Regions from separate parts of the Mus musculus genome. Here region 1 is linked to region 2. Evidence: chromatin contacts called from public HiChIP or PLAC-seq data. All regions are on one chromosome and are shown on one strand. The core of a region is the stretch at or near the end of the contact, and the rest is flanking DNA. Distances in the headings are between cores, read along the strand shown. Region 1 overlaps Pde4d (phosphodiesterase 4D, cAMP specific). Region 2 overlaps Pde4d (phosphodiesterase 4D, cAMP specific).

Region 1 (7,386 bases), core at 4,801-7,300, 87 kb before region 2:
CCTTCACTTTACTTGCTTTAGAAATAACCCCAAGGTTGAGAAGAAATCTTTAGAGCTAGAAAAACTTCCAAAGGTTTCCAGGGTCCCATGGACTAATGAACTGAAGCTAGAGAGGCCATGTATGGCAGGTCCCCTCTGCTCCCGTTCTTAGAAGACCTATCCCCTTTGCTTACTGCAATATGGTAGTAGGAGTACTATATATTTACATTTCAAGCTACTTATTTTGGTTATAATGTTGAACCAGGTAGCCTACAACACAAATTGCCACAAACATGATTCACTAATCAGCCAAGGCACTCTGAATGAGTATACTCATTTTGACAATAAAATGATATACTATTTGACACATATTAATCACTCAAAATTAGAAGGGGCTTAGGGTTTAATTCAGTAGTAGAGAATATGCCTAACATATACGAGGTCCTGAGATCAAGTTGTACCATACACAAAGTAAAACAACAAAAATATTGTGTGCACGTGCTATAGGGTGATTAAAGCAACTCGTAAAGAATTAAGAGAAAACATGAGTGTGTAATTTATGTATCTATTTACATGTATTCATTTCTATTTTTATACTTTACAAATATTTTGCTTCATTTATGTGTATATGAATATGTGCAGATTGGTATGAGTGCCCATGGAGTCCCCAAAAGGGCGTTAATCCTCTATAGCTGAAGTTACAGGGGTTTGCAAGCCTGCCTGACATGGTTGCTGGAAACTGGATTCAAGTCTTCTGTCAGAGCAGCAGGTACTCTTATCCGCTGAGGTATCTCTCCAGTCCTTACACTCATTTCCCAAGTCGTATATTGGCGTAAGTACATAACATAAACTCAGCCCTACTTAAGCAGAACTCAATTTGAGTTTTCCTTGGTTATTGGCATACCAGATTTAAAAGCTTAAGAGCTATTAACCAGTGATTTGGAAGCAGGAAAACATGGAGAGACATCCGAAAACAGTCTACAGAAAATAAATAAATAAATAAATAAATAAATAAATAAATAAAGCGAGCCTTGAAGGATATGGTATGACCAGAGAAGAAGGAAGACGGGTGTCACATGTTCTCGAAATAATGTCATGATGGAAAGTGTGTGTGGACAGGGAACTCCAGGGAGAGGGACTCCAGCATGAATGCTGGCCAGGCTGACATCCTCACCATCACAGACAGACTCATTGATCTGGTGCCACAGACTTGGAAGTCTGAAGTATAGATTCTCTTGCTAAGACTTAAGGAAAACTATATCTAAGAGGCAAAAAGATGGACCATGAAATCATCCCAGATCTTTACACTTCGACTCCTCCGTCTCACCCCCTGAGAATGCCTCTGTTTGGTCTAGCCGCAATGAGTTGAGGCTTTGTGCAAGGTCGAATTAGTAAAAGAAGTTTCAAGACTTTTCTGTGTGTGGTTCCAGAGATTAGAGTCATGCCTCTCTATGCTAAGTGCATATTCTATCACTGAGTCACAGCCCTGGCCCAGTTCTCATACTTGTACATAAACAAAACAAACAAACAAACAAACAAATGAAAACCATCTGAAAAAGTGAAATAATTGAAAATCCTTGGTTTAAAGGTCAATTTCTAATTCTCTGAAAATATTTAAGGCCATGAAGAAAGGGGTGTGTGTGTGTGTGTGCACGTGTATGTGTGTGTGTGTGTACACGTGTGCTTGTGAGCGAGAGAGAGAGAGAGAGAGAGAAGAAGAAAGAAAGAAAGGAAGGGAGGGAGGGAGGGAGGGAGGGAGGGAGGAAGGAAGGAAGGAAGGAAGGAAGGAAGGAAGGAAGGAAAAGAAAGAGAGAGAGAGAGAGAAAGAAAGAAAGAAAGAAAGAAAGAAAGAAAGAAAGAGTCTATGTGTGTATATAAATAAAATCGATGAAACTGGCCATCTTATTTAAGAGGATTCCCACTTTTTATATGGTATGAACGTTTGATATGCATTTAGTGAACTGCCTCTGTCATAATCAGTGTGGGTGGATAGCACCAATTTTTCCATAGACAGAAGTTTTTGGAATGTTCTATCATACCCAAGAAAGATCATCAAACTATATTGTTAATCTCCAACATAAACCAGGCTGTACAGTCATACACTTCATCAGCAATAGATGGTGACCATGCTTTTCATTGTCATCATCTCTGTACCCCTACAGTGACATGCTTCTACCAAACTGGACCCAAATAGTACATACAGATAATGAAATTGAAATATCACTAAAAGAATATCAGCTGTCTGTGTCCCTCGAATCCTCGGAGGATAGCAGTAACACATCACAGACCTGAAGCTGCCTCCAGGTATTCCAAAAATCAAGATTTGGAAGCAAACATGGCCTTGTCACCAACCCTAATGGACTTTTTTTTTTTTTTTTTTTTTTTTTTTTTGCTTTATGGTTCTGTAGTTGCCACCGTCAGGTTACAGAGCTCTAAGGACGGTTATTGATGTTGACATTCTAAGCAACTTCAAGTTGATGGGGTAATTATCTTACTTTCCCATGAACAGACTTCATCTGCCTTAGGCCACTGAACCTCTCATCTTCCCCAGCCCCGTCTTAAAAAATTCTACCCAGAAATCAATCCAAGGAGGGAACAAAAAAAGGCTATGACTATATTGCACTCAGATTCAAACCCTCTAGCTATGTTTTATTATTACTTAGCTTTCACGTGACCTATGTAAAGAACCAAACAGATATTATGGTGAAGCATAGTAGAAAAGATAAGATGACCACAGGGGGCGCAAATTATGTATGTTAAAATTCTCACCCTTGTGTGATGGGCTTGAGAAAGGCTTTGTGGGGTCATTGGAGCATGAAAAACGGAAGCTTCGTGGATGGGCTGGCCCCCTTAGAAGAGAACCCCAGAGATCTCTCTATTCGTGCTTCTATGTAAGGCTATAGCACAAAGGTATCGTGAATGACCAAGAAAGCAGGCCCCTAATGGACTCCAAATCTGCAGCATTCTAGCTCTAGACTAGCCAACTTCTAAGTATGTAATTTTTTTTTTCTATTTGTAGAACAGCTCGTGGTGTTTGCTACAGCTGTGTTGCCATGCTCAGAAGTAACCCAAGCTCTTAGAAATGTAGACAGGGGCTGACTCTTCCCTGTCTCAGGAATCTGAAGATATTTTAACAGGACTTTCCCTTGAGAATATTGTAATATAAGAAGTCTTTAAAAATGTCACTTTAAAAGAAGTAGTGAGTGGGATTCTCAACTGTTAATTGCAGTTTATTAAACAGAATCCCAATTCTTTAGGACTTTTTCAACAAGATTTAAAAGATTCCTACCTACCAGGTTTAAAACCCATTCTAAAGGGAAATCCAAAAATTCTGTCAGTGTTTATGTTTGGATGCCATTGCTGCCTGGTTTCTTTTGTTTGTGTGTTTGTTTGCTTGTTTGTGTTTTTGTTTTTGTTTTTAACTTTGAGCAATGCGCAACAGGGCTTCCTGGGATTGGAAGACTACTGAGCAGCAGATTTTAACAAGAGTGAGCAACTGAATTGTAAAAGGTCCTCATGATGGCAGATTGCACAATTGCTTAAGAATCTGCCCCCACAGCCCTCCTGATTCTTAGGCTCTGGAAAGAATGAGAGTGATGACTTATAATTAGCCCGAGTGCATTAGGGGCATGGTGGATGCATGGGGGGGGCCTGACGCCAGGGTGAGCTCCAAACAGCTCATCAGCATTCCAGTCCTTCTCCCACATGATGGACGCCAGCGCTCTGTTCCTATGAGCAGACACAGGCTTCTGCATAGGCTGTAAACACATTAGGATGCAGGACCCTAGGTGCTATGGAAATGAATAATGTATCTGTATGGCTCAGACAAAAGCTGAGGAAAATGCCGAAATGAACAGTGAAAACAGAGAAGTCCCTTGAATTGGGCAATGAGGGCGAACACTACCTTCCCGGGCAACTCTGTGTCCTGCTCAAATTTTGATTTGCCAACTGAAGCCTGCTTAGCAGAATGCAGAGACTGTCAGGCTTAGCTTGGGGCTTCTCAGCATCTCTACCGAAGAATTTCATTGTCCTTCCAAAGACTTTGCTTCCTTGAGGAATGACACCCCTTCTGCATCCTCCTTGACTGTCGACTTAGAAATTTTTACAAATACAGAAATAACATTAAAATGACAATTTCATGTCTTTAGCCACTTTGCACGTTCAGGTGCCCTTTGAATGTTTCTAACAACAGAACCATGGCTCCATTGGCTTTCGACATGAGGGAAAATCTAATTCTGGCCAACAAAACGTCCAGAGATTGTTACACAGGATTGATTCGAGGGGTGTGGCTGTTCCATGGAGGAACTGAGCAGCATCTCTCTGCTCTGCATCCCTGACATGCCAGGACCCCTCTGGCCACCTCCCACGTACCCGTGAGAAGGCTACTCTACCTATAAGATACTTTGTTGGCATCACAGTTGCACAGAACAGAGGTTACTCTTGAGCAATCTTTTAAGGATCCACCAACAGAGCTTCTTTTACACCCCATTTTCTGGAATTGTGCCCCTGCCTGTCACCAAGACCTACTTCGAAGGAACAGAAATTACAAAGGGATGGGTCTGAGATTCAATACCAGGATAAAAATCCATGAACAAATAGTGATCTGTTTATAAAAAGATAAAGAGAGATAAGGGGATATGTTCTATGGGGGTGTGAAAAGGTATGATGGAAAGTGATATCTTAGCAGGCCCATGCCAGGGCATCCCTTCCCCCAGAGGGACAGAATATAGAGTTTATTCAGGACATGGGGAGGGGAGTTAAGAGGGTAGTAGAGGCAGAGAAAGACAGAGAGGGAGAGAGTAGAGATGTAGAGGCCAGCCATGGCCATGTGGCGAGAGGAGGGAAGGGAATGGAGAGAAAGGGGAAGCAAGAGGGAGAGGCAAGAGAACAAGAGAGCAATAGAGAGGAGGGGGCAAGCAACCCCTTTTATAGTGGGTCAGGCCTACCTGGCTATTGCCATGTAACTGTGGGGAGGAGCATACCTGGCTGTTTCCAGGTAACTGTGGGGAGGAGCATGCCTGGCTGTTTCCAGGTAACTGTGGGGAGGAGCATGCCTGGCTGTTGCCAGGTAACTGTGAGGGTGGAGTTTAGACAGAATGCTAACAAATAGCCACTCTTTCCCCTGAAGCGCTCTTGTCTTTATAAAACAAGTGAGTGATGGTACAAGAGGAGTAAACTTTGATATCATGGAGAAAATATGTGAATTGAATTCAAAATCAGTTTCTGGGTCTTTAGTAAAATGTCAGGGCTAAGAGAATGGGGGAATCATTATCAACCTACCTACCTCTTCTCTCACAGAATTCAAAATATCTAAAAAACCAAAACCTAAAAACAAAGCAAAAACAGAGTGTCCCATTTCTGTTTACCAGGTGGATGCTAGAGACTGGGTGGTTTATGCATGTTCTCTGCTCTTGGATGAAGCTCTGCAGGGGTCCTGAGACCATCACTCTGTTTTAGCCCCTCCCTCACGCCGCTACCCGAGTCCAGGCCCTCTTCACTGACCTGGCATCTCCCTGCATGTCCTTCTGAAATAAGTTCCCCGCCATCCCCTCATCTGTTCCCGAAACATCCACCTGACATGGCAATGGCTTCCAAAAGCACGGTGGAAGTTTTCTGATTTCACTAAGACTTGGCTACTTGCAAGCCCTACCCACACCCAACCAAACCACAGACAGCTTCTTGTTACACACCCTCCAGTTTAGCATTTTCTTCTGATTTTTTTTTCCTACCTCTTTCCTTGGCTCTGACTTCCCTGTCACTCAAACCTGTATCTTGACGTGACCTCTGATGACACCTCACTCCTTCCTCAGCTTCCTGCTTTTGTACCAGGGTGACATGTCCTCCCAAATGTCTCCAATACCCTGCCCTGGCTTCTTACACATCCGTTTTCACCAGACGTGGGCAGGCATTAACCCCTACTCCCATGTAATCCGGAAGCATTAATGTTTTTTGACCAACTGCGTCCCCAGTGCTCCCATGAAACCGTTCCAGATGGATCTTTCTACAGTATTCCATTGCCATCTGCCTGCTAATTCTCTTCAGCCTGAATGTGAGCTCACTGGCCACGGACATTTTCCTGAAACCATGCCATACCTCCCGCGGTTGTGCCTTTGTGCCTTTGCGACAGTTCTTTCCTCTGTCTGAAATCTCGCTGTGCTAATTCGTGGAAATCCTACCCAGCCACAAACTTCAGATAATAGGGAAGCTATATACAAGGACTGGAGTTACTTAATTCTCCTTTGTATTTATTAGCTGATACTAAGGAAAATCTTGAGCTCTATGAAATCTTGGCACTTCCCTCTGAAAGTAAAGGATACTATTTTTCTGTGTTAATCTAGGATAATTGAAATGAACAGATATTTTAAATCATATGGCTATATACAAGCCAGTACAATTCTAACATGCTCTGTGCGATGGAGAAGCTATGAGGATCTCCTGAAGTTTCACCATGCACTCACAGGACATCTTGCTGAGATCCCAGTCCTTGTGATGTTTTCATGGGTAATGCTATAATGTAGTTCCCACACTACAAATAGGCTTGCCCGAAGGTCCTATCTCCTTAGGAATAAACATCTACATTTGGAAGACTACAGAATTACAAACTGTATGACATATTTTATTCAAGAACAAGAACAAAGAGAGATCATGATATAATCATATGATGGTATGGTCAACCCATTTTATTCAAATGAAGTTATTTTAAAACATTCTATATATGTGCATAAGTTGAAATCAGTATTTACATTAGTACTGACTGATAAGTCATTAGACCAACTTCTGAAAGGCAGTGTAAGTGCCAACTATTATTTTTAATCTATTTTTTAGAAATGAAAGACAGAACTCTAAGCTGTTTATTATTCTTTTTACTTTTGGCTTGAATTTATGATTATAGAATTCTATTATTTTTTGGGAGGAATCTAATAAAGATTGGAGAAAAACCGCTCTATCAAGTATTAATATCAATATGTTATATGATTTAGTGAGTGTAATGATGAAGATTGTTCCTTTAATTATCATTCTAATAAAATGTTTTATTTCATATACTCAGCATATATCCATTTTCAGCATTGTAAATTCATATGAAGAAGCATAAGAAACGAGCATGCAGCCGTGGTCCAGGCAATAAGATCAGCATCTCCCCCCAACCCCCAGTTCAACCATCTATTTCAATTACCAGTTAAAGGAGCAATGTGGAGGTGCAGATTAGATTCTCATCTGGTTTTAGCTAAATGTAGCCTGACTTCTCCAAAGCCAAAGATCACAGAAAAAGCCCTCAAAGACTCAAATTATAACCCAGGCAGGCAGGTCGCGAAAGAAGACTAACACTTTTCTTTAAGAAAAAAGAACTCCTAAGATTTATTTTATTTTTCATTTGTGTGTGCACGTGTCTGTGTATCTGTGTGTGCG
Region 2 (7,134 bases), core at 3,011-5,510:
TAAGGTCCCCAGTACAGGAATCAGCAGTTCTTTTCCTTCATGGGCCCTACTTGGGCCTAACATAAGGGAAATGTGCTAAAACTAAGTGAGAAAAAAACCCCAAAACTATGAACACAATTTCCTGACTGGTTACTCTGAAATAAACTGACACTGGGTGTTTGGTTGTCTTTATTGGGAATTCCATAGACGTGGCATTCCTGATGATGTCATAGGAAACTCCCTACTAAGATGAAATCAGAATCCTACGTACAGTCAGGGAACGGAATATAGTATATGTTAAGTTCAATCTGTGAAACAGTGGAGGCAAGCATGGATGTGTGAAAGTTGTAGCCCTCACACACAGGCAGTCCAGGAAATTGCCGCTGATGTTTCAAGATACGATTATTACCAGCAATTGTTGAGAGAGTGGGAAAAGTAAACTGCTACAGAAATCTAAATAGGGCAAGATTACTTTTCGTTGGGAAGCTCTCAGAGAGCAAAGACTTAAGAGATGTGTGAAAGGGGAGGGTCCCCCTCCCCTCCCCCCCCAGCAATAATACTCTTCTTCATCTCTTCTCCCATGGTTTAAAAAATAAATTACTCTCACTCACTAAATATTAAGACAAATTTAATTCACTCTATGGACAAACAAGTGACAAGTTATAGCCATCTAGAAATATAAACATCATCCTGAATGTGATGCAGACCAAAGCTATGAGTAGGATTTAGTGCATGGAATAAAAATAATAGTAACCATGCTTACTAAGCATCTCTCCCCATGAAATGCACTCTAAGTTACACATAATTATCATAGAGAAAACCAGAGCTCTGGGTGCTATGCCTGGGAAATTGGGAAGCAGGGAGATCAAAGTATATGTTAAGCAAGTTATCAAAAATTCAACTGCAAGGATCCTTTCGCCGCCTGGTTTCTAACAGCTTAGCTGCTGCCTGTTTAAGTCTCATAGTCCTCGGGCCTTTGGTCAACTGTGTAAGCTGCATTTTAAATGGACAGGAAAAGCAAATGAAGATGTGCTTGGTAAACACAGGAAACAGGTAGGTGAAATGGGGTGCGTAGGGAACTAAAGAGGAGACCTTTTAAAAGGTACAAGAGGTCTAAAATGTTGATCAGTCACTCTAGCTATGAGATATTTATTGAGTATTCACTATTGGCCAGTCATGACATGAAGTATGGATGTTTCAAGATGAGTAGAACAGAACCCTGGCTCTCTGGTGGGTTAATCAATGGCCCTTGTGTTGAATATAGAAGGTTAAAAAAAGAAGAAGAAAGAAAGAAAAAAGGAAGAAGAAAAAAAAAAAAAAAAAACGAACACCTAACATTCAAGCTGAAGGCATCCTACACTGATTGGCAGGTATAAGGAAGGTCTACTGTTGGAGACTGGTTCTAATGTTTTGATTCAATGGGAAATCTGTGTGTCCAAATGCTAAAGGTCCTTGTCCCCAATTAGATTTTGATTGACCAATAAAGATGTCAGTGGTCAATGACTGGGCAAAGGGAGACAGGCTGGGATCTTTAGAGTTGGGCAGGCTAGGACACAGGGGGAGAGGAGGTTTGGCAGGAAGTGGTGGGAGATGGTTGGATATAAGAGCTGCAGGAAACAGAGCCAAGCAGCCATGGGAGATTTCACTGGCCACTTCCCCATTGGGCCTGGGGTAGCAGCAGGAGGTTTAGGAGTGCACAGTCTTAGATTTAGCCCAGGCATTTTAAAATTAACTGGTGTATGTGTTTGTGTGTGTGTGTGTGTGTGTGTGTGTGTGTGTATGTGTGTGTGTGCTCCATTCATGGCCAGGTGGTTGGAAGCTCAAGACCAGCCCAGGAACATAAAGCAGTGTAGACCAAACTCACTTCTAACGTCTACTTCTGGTCAAGTTCTTTCCATTCAACAAACCTAACAAACGTATTGTTTTGATATGATCCTTACTTCAGAGGTTTACAAGAGCCCCAAAATTAGATGTGAGTGCAGAGCTGAGTTCTAGAGCAAACAAGCCTCCGTGTTCTGTGTGCTTCTGGACTTGCCTTGTAAGCACTCACTCCTGCCATCCTTCATGTTCTTTATCCTTATTCAGCATTGGTTGACAACCTTGAGAAATCTGTCTTGAGCAAGAGAACCACAAGATGGTAGGATCCCATGCCCCTTCATCATTTGAAAGCAACCTGCCCTCTACCAGAATCAAAAAGGCTGAAGTGAGTAAATGCTACACACTGAGTCAATGCACTGAGACTGGGAGGCGGTTTTATAGAGCAACAAGCTCTACAACAGAAACACATGCCTTCCAACCATATTTTTTTTTCAATTACAATGTAAACTACTTAGAACCAAGAAAAAATGCTTGTTCAACTTCCTAACCATTACACATAAGATATAAACATCCAAGTTAAGTGCATACTGTTTATACATGCATTAAGTGGACAGGATACCACCAGTAGGGGCCAACATTCCGAGGCAGGACCATACGAAGCATTTGGAAGTAGGAAGTCTGACTACAGTTACATACCCATTACATTTGTGTGTGTGCATGCCTGCGTTACACCCTTAAAATGCTGTAGCGTATACTTAAACAACACATGCTCATAAATAAAATTATGAATGAATAATTGAAAAGAAATTCTGCCTTGTGCTTAGTGCAAAGCCTGAAGCTCAGATGACATGGTTGACTGCAGATACCTGTGGCATGGCTGAAAGCCTTGGGCTCCACTGAAACAAAATGAAAACATTGAGGTGCTATTTGCACCTCCCAGAGTTTCCTGAGGGAAACTCTTTCCTCTTAAGTTAATTAAGGATCAATAGCATCTATATCTTTTCCATTTCCCTGGCTTTTTTTTAATGCCACCTGATCTGACTGAGAGCGGATAGGCCAGAAAGGAATACTAGTAGAAACCATGTGCTTGGAGGCTTTCCAGACAGCATCAGAAAAGGAAGTGCAGTGGATTTCAGAAGAAAGCCTGTTTTCATGAGATTTCCTGCCTTCCGTATACCCAACATGTCCAAAAAGCTCCAATAACCTTCAGATGAACTCTAGGCTGCTTCACGTAGTCTGAGATCAAGCGGTGAGTGAAGCCTACCCTGTCAGCAATGCAGACAATCTTAGGGAATATAATTCTAAAGCGCACAGAGGCTGCCCAAAGGCTGGTTCTGTTTCTATGAGACCTTTAACTGGCTTTCCTGCCTGGTCCTTAGTGCATGGTCTTGAGCCAACCCCTTCCTTCCCAGCATCATACACTGTTTGTCCTGCCTCTCTCTCATCCACTGCTTACTGTTGACAAATTATCCAACGACATCTTCCTCAGAGGAACACTCATCATTTTCCAGATCCAAAATAAATAAATAAATAAATAAATAAAAAATTAACACTGAAAAATCCAACATTTGCCTTATCCCTTGTATGACTACTAGGTGCCATGGAACTGAATCTTTGCCATCTAGTTAAAAATCTAGAAGACAACAGGTTCTCCTACTTAGTCAGCCGTTTAGCTATTGAAAATGAACACTCTGGGGTTGGCTGTGTCTTTGAGTGTGACATGCCTTTTATCTGTGCTGTCACTGAATACAAGCTTGTCACTCAGATCGGGCTCCCCTTGTGACTGCGTCCTTCCTTGCATCATCTTTCTGTTTTGCTTTGTTTTTATTTTTTTCAACTCAGACCCACTGGCTAAGTTAAGAAAACTCTGTAGAAATTATAGAGTTAGTTCCCCATCTCACACACTTCCTCTCTTTTTGTTATGTAAAATATGTCATACTTTACATTCATTTTTATCCAAATGTAGACATAGTACGTGTATAATGCCTTGGAGTGGCTAAAGTTAACTAGCCCTGTACCACAGACCTCAGAAGAGGAACCTGCAGACACAAGACTTAAACTGCCTATTCTTAGGCAGAAACTCCGAGGAAGGTGCCCCATGGCTTCAGTTCAATATTTGATATTTTCAAGAGCAAGAAAATATTGAAAGTCCTCCAGAAAAAACAAAACAAAACAAAACAAACAAAACATGGAAGCAAGTGCATAAAATAACCTCACCCATTATAAAGATGATAAAATATTCATGAAGGAAATATAAGTGCAAAACATTCAAAGCATTCAAATTCAAGAAAAACAAGATCAGAGTAACAAGGGGTTGCCCATCACTTCCTGCGGGCTTCCTAATCCCTTTCCTCTTCCCTGAAAAGGCACGATGAAAATTATCAACACAATAAAGCTGGAGGCAGTTTGGGGGGCGGGGGGGAGGGGCTCATCTGTACACACTACTGTGAGCATCTCTGTTTGCACGGAGTATCACTCAGGAGACGCTAAGTGTGAGGAGCCTCCCCTCTGTTCTGGTCCAATTAGGAGAACCTGGTAGGGATATTAGCATAAGAAATCAAAGAAACGCCACTACTTAGGTATGGGAGCAAACCTACATTCCTTTTGGACATCTGGAATCCAATTTTCTTGTAGGAACTTGCAATAGAGACTGAGCTCTTAGAACCACCCACCTCAACCACTCCTATTACCTATCTCTAGGATTCCTGCCCTGACTTGGGCATCGGTGGGACATACTATGGAGGTAGATTACTTCCGATAAATCACAGGAGTGGAATAGAGATCTTCCTCCCCACCCCCAAGGCTGCAGGAGGAGCAAAAATCACTGAACCATACGGTATGGCTAACATTTCAGGGGTCGGTGCAGACCTTACCATGTATGTGCCACTGTGAAGCGGCGCTGTTTGGGGATGTTGCTACTCAGAAGCATCCTGCGCAGGAGCCTGGGGGAATTCCTGGGAGAAATCACCGGGGAGAGCTTGGGAGAAACGGATTTCCTCGCTGTCTTTGACTTTTCGTGCTGCAACAGGTTTTCCCGCAGGGATTTCACAAGATCCTCATTGAGCCATGGGTTTGGAACATGCGGATTATCCACTTCAGGGACTGTAAGGGTGTCCGGGCTTGTCGTCTGCTGAGCCATTTTCCTGGTCAACTTTGTACAGTTGGCCACAATCCAGGGCAACGTGGTTGCCTGGCCTGTTTCCAGTGAGTCCCTTGATCCGGAGTCTGAGGAATGTCCAGGGAAACAGGTCGGATCCAGCTGCTGTTAGTTCATTCCGCCCCTGCCTCAGTCTCTCGGTGCAGGCTGCTGGGTGTAGACCAGGCGAGCACACTCCCCCGCCGAAGCCTGTTCAACGTCACCCTCCTCCCCCAGCCCCAGCCAAAGATCACTTGACGAGCAGAGCTCGGGAGGCTCGGGAACATGGAGGGAAGCCACCGCGCTAGCTCGGCTTTTGTCAGCCTGCAGAGCAGCCTGTTAAACTATCGGAACTAATGCGGCGCAGCTGCTCCAGTGACTCCTGCTTATGTACATAAAAAGTCCTGGGGGGAGGGCTTAACCATCAGACGCCTGCTACTCCTCTGTTTGGCCTGCCTTTCCATTTGCTTATTCCTGAATGTAAAGGAAAGAAAAACTTGGAACTTGACCTTCCTCTCAGGCAGGCAGGGGCTATTTATCTCCCTATGGTCTACATTCATAAAAGAAAATTACTAGTGCTTTAGTTTTTTCTTTTTTTTTCTTTTCTTTTCTTTTCTTTTCTTTTCTTTTCTTTTCTTTTCTTTTCTTTCCTTTCCTTTCCTTTCCTTTCCTTTTCTTTCCTTCCTTCCTTCCTTCCTTCCTTCCTTCCTTCCTTCCTTCCTTCTTCCTTCCTTCCTTCCTTCCTTCCTTTTCTTTCTTAATTCTTTTTTTTCCCCCTTTAATAAGGGAAGAATAAATATCCAGTAGCTAGACAAGAAGGAATGGTTCCCTGCTTCTAAATTCAGTCTGATGTATCCTATGAGACAAATCATAAGCGAATACTCCCCCCTCCAGAGACAAACCAAAGGTTTCAAAACGTTACACAGGAAGGACGTGAACAGAGACTGTTGGCTTTTACAACCTTGTTAATTATGGTTCTTTCAAAGCACCAAGCAACACTATTCAGACCCACAAACTTGTTTGTAATCTCTTTGTAGTTAAACTTGCCTCCTCCTGCAAGGAACTGGTTATTTTCACAGAAATAGTTAAAAAAAAAAAAAAAAGAAAGAAGTAAGGTTTCAATTGTTACATTATGTTATGTTTAATTGATATTCAGCCACGAGAGGGTAAAATAAATCAAGCCTTTCATAATTTCTTTTAAAAGAATATTTCAATTTGTGGAAAATATAGCTTCAATAAACTTATTTAGAGAAGATTTAAAATAAAGAAAAGAAAGTATTTTCTTACCGGAAGGGAGTAAATTAAAATGAAGAAAATGTTAATACAAGGAAGCAAGCAATAAAACCTGATTAACTCTCTGTGTTGTGTGGCTCCTGGAATGGTGGGAAAGAGCAGGAGTCTGGCACAGGGCTATCTCTAGCACCCTGGTGACTTTTGGGGGATCTCAGATTATTTTACACTTGAAAAAACAATACCTCTTTGAGGAGCTACAAAATACCTCCAGCCCCCTCCCCCCAAATGGAGGGTTAAATAATTAGATACAATGTTTGGGAATGGGGGGCTGTGAGGCGGTATGAAACAGTTCTATAGTCTCTGTTAACTGTAAGTGTCCATACTTCTCCCCAGCCTTGTTGCCCCTTAAAAGTAAAGTCTTTGACTTTCAAATGTTATAGATACGGAAAAGATGCTCTGAAGTTCTGTTCAGCAAAACCTAAGATCAGCTACTCCACCAATCTCTCCTGTAACAATTCACCTCCACCCATCTTGCCTGTAACAATTCACTAGGACACACATTCCATGGTTTAATTTGAATACTTCATCCAAAGATTGAAATTTGAAGAATTAAGTTTTGTTTTGTTTTGTTTTACTTAATTCACCCCTAGAAACACTGCTATGGATATAAAAGGTTTTCACAATCTGCAACATTAAATGACAACATTTCTCAGTGAAATAAAAATCAAACATCTATGCATATTAATTCTACTTACATGTGCTGCAGGTGACTATAATAATTATTTTGAAAGTATACATACACACATGCATATATATGTATATATATGTGTGTGTGTGTGTATAACTATATACATATATAGTTATTTATATAAAGTAAGATGGGAAGCAAAAAAAATCTACATCTAGAGTTATATAAAATGGCTGTATAGCTGTACAGTGCTTGCCCTCAAGAAATTTACTTTAATTTA

Evidence for each region. HiChIP or PLAC-seq counts read pairs in DNA pulled down with a chosen protein or histone mark.
Region 1: an H3K27ac HiChIP or PLAC-seq map of acute myeloid leukemia shows a contact between it and region 2, with 2.1 times the contacts expected there. The contact joins two enhancer-like sites. A contact is called at or near these places in 1 of 15 datasets of contacts at CTCF or cohesin (the NIH/3T3 cell line), 8 of 484 Hi-C or Micro-C datasets (3T3-L1-derived adipocytes, the N1E-115 cell line, embryonic stem cells and 4 more), 12 of 115 datasets of contacts at active chromatin or transcription factors (the NIH/3T3 cell line, acute myeloid leukemia, bone marrow-derived dendritic cells and 7 more) and 1 of 9 other capture datasets (adipose tissue).

The regions. Positions count from the first base shown.
Region 1 is chr13:109,346,640-109,354,025 of GRCm38.p6, reverse strand. The region is part of intron 3 of Pde4d (phosphodiesterase 4D, cAMP specific); the gene reads right to left. Among named protein-coding and RNA genes, the nearest start is that of Mir582, 26 kb to the right of the region's middle. Within about 2 kb of position 6,050, at least 11 of the 459 cell types and tissues checked have an H3K27ac peak or open chromatin away from gene starts, as enhancers often do. A contact at or near this core is called in acute myeloid leukemia, where this site is marked.
Region 2 is chr13:109,258,482-109,265,615 of GRCm38.p6, reverse strand. All of the region lies in intron 3 of Pde4d (phosphodiesterase 4D, cAMP specific), which reads right to left. Among named protein-coding and RNA genes, the nearest start is that of Mir582, 63 kb to the left of the region's middle. Within about 2 kb of position 4,260, at least 288 of the 459 cell types and tissues checked have an H3K27ac peak or open chromatin away from gene starts, as enhancers often do. A contact at or near this core is called in acute myeloid leukemia, where this site is marked.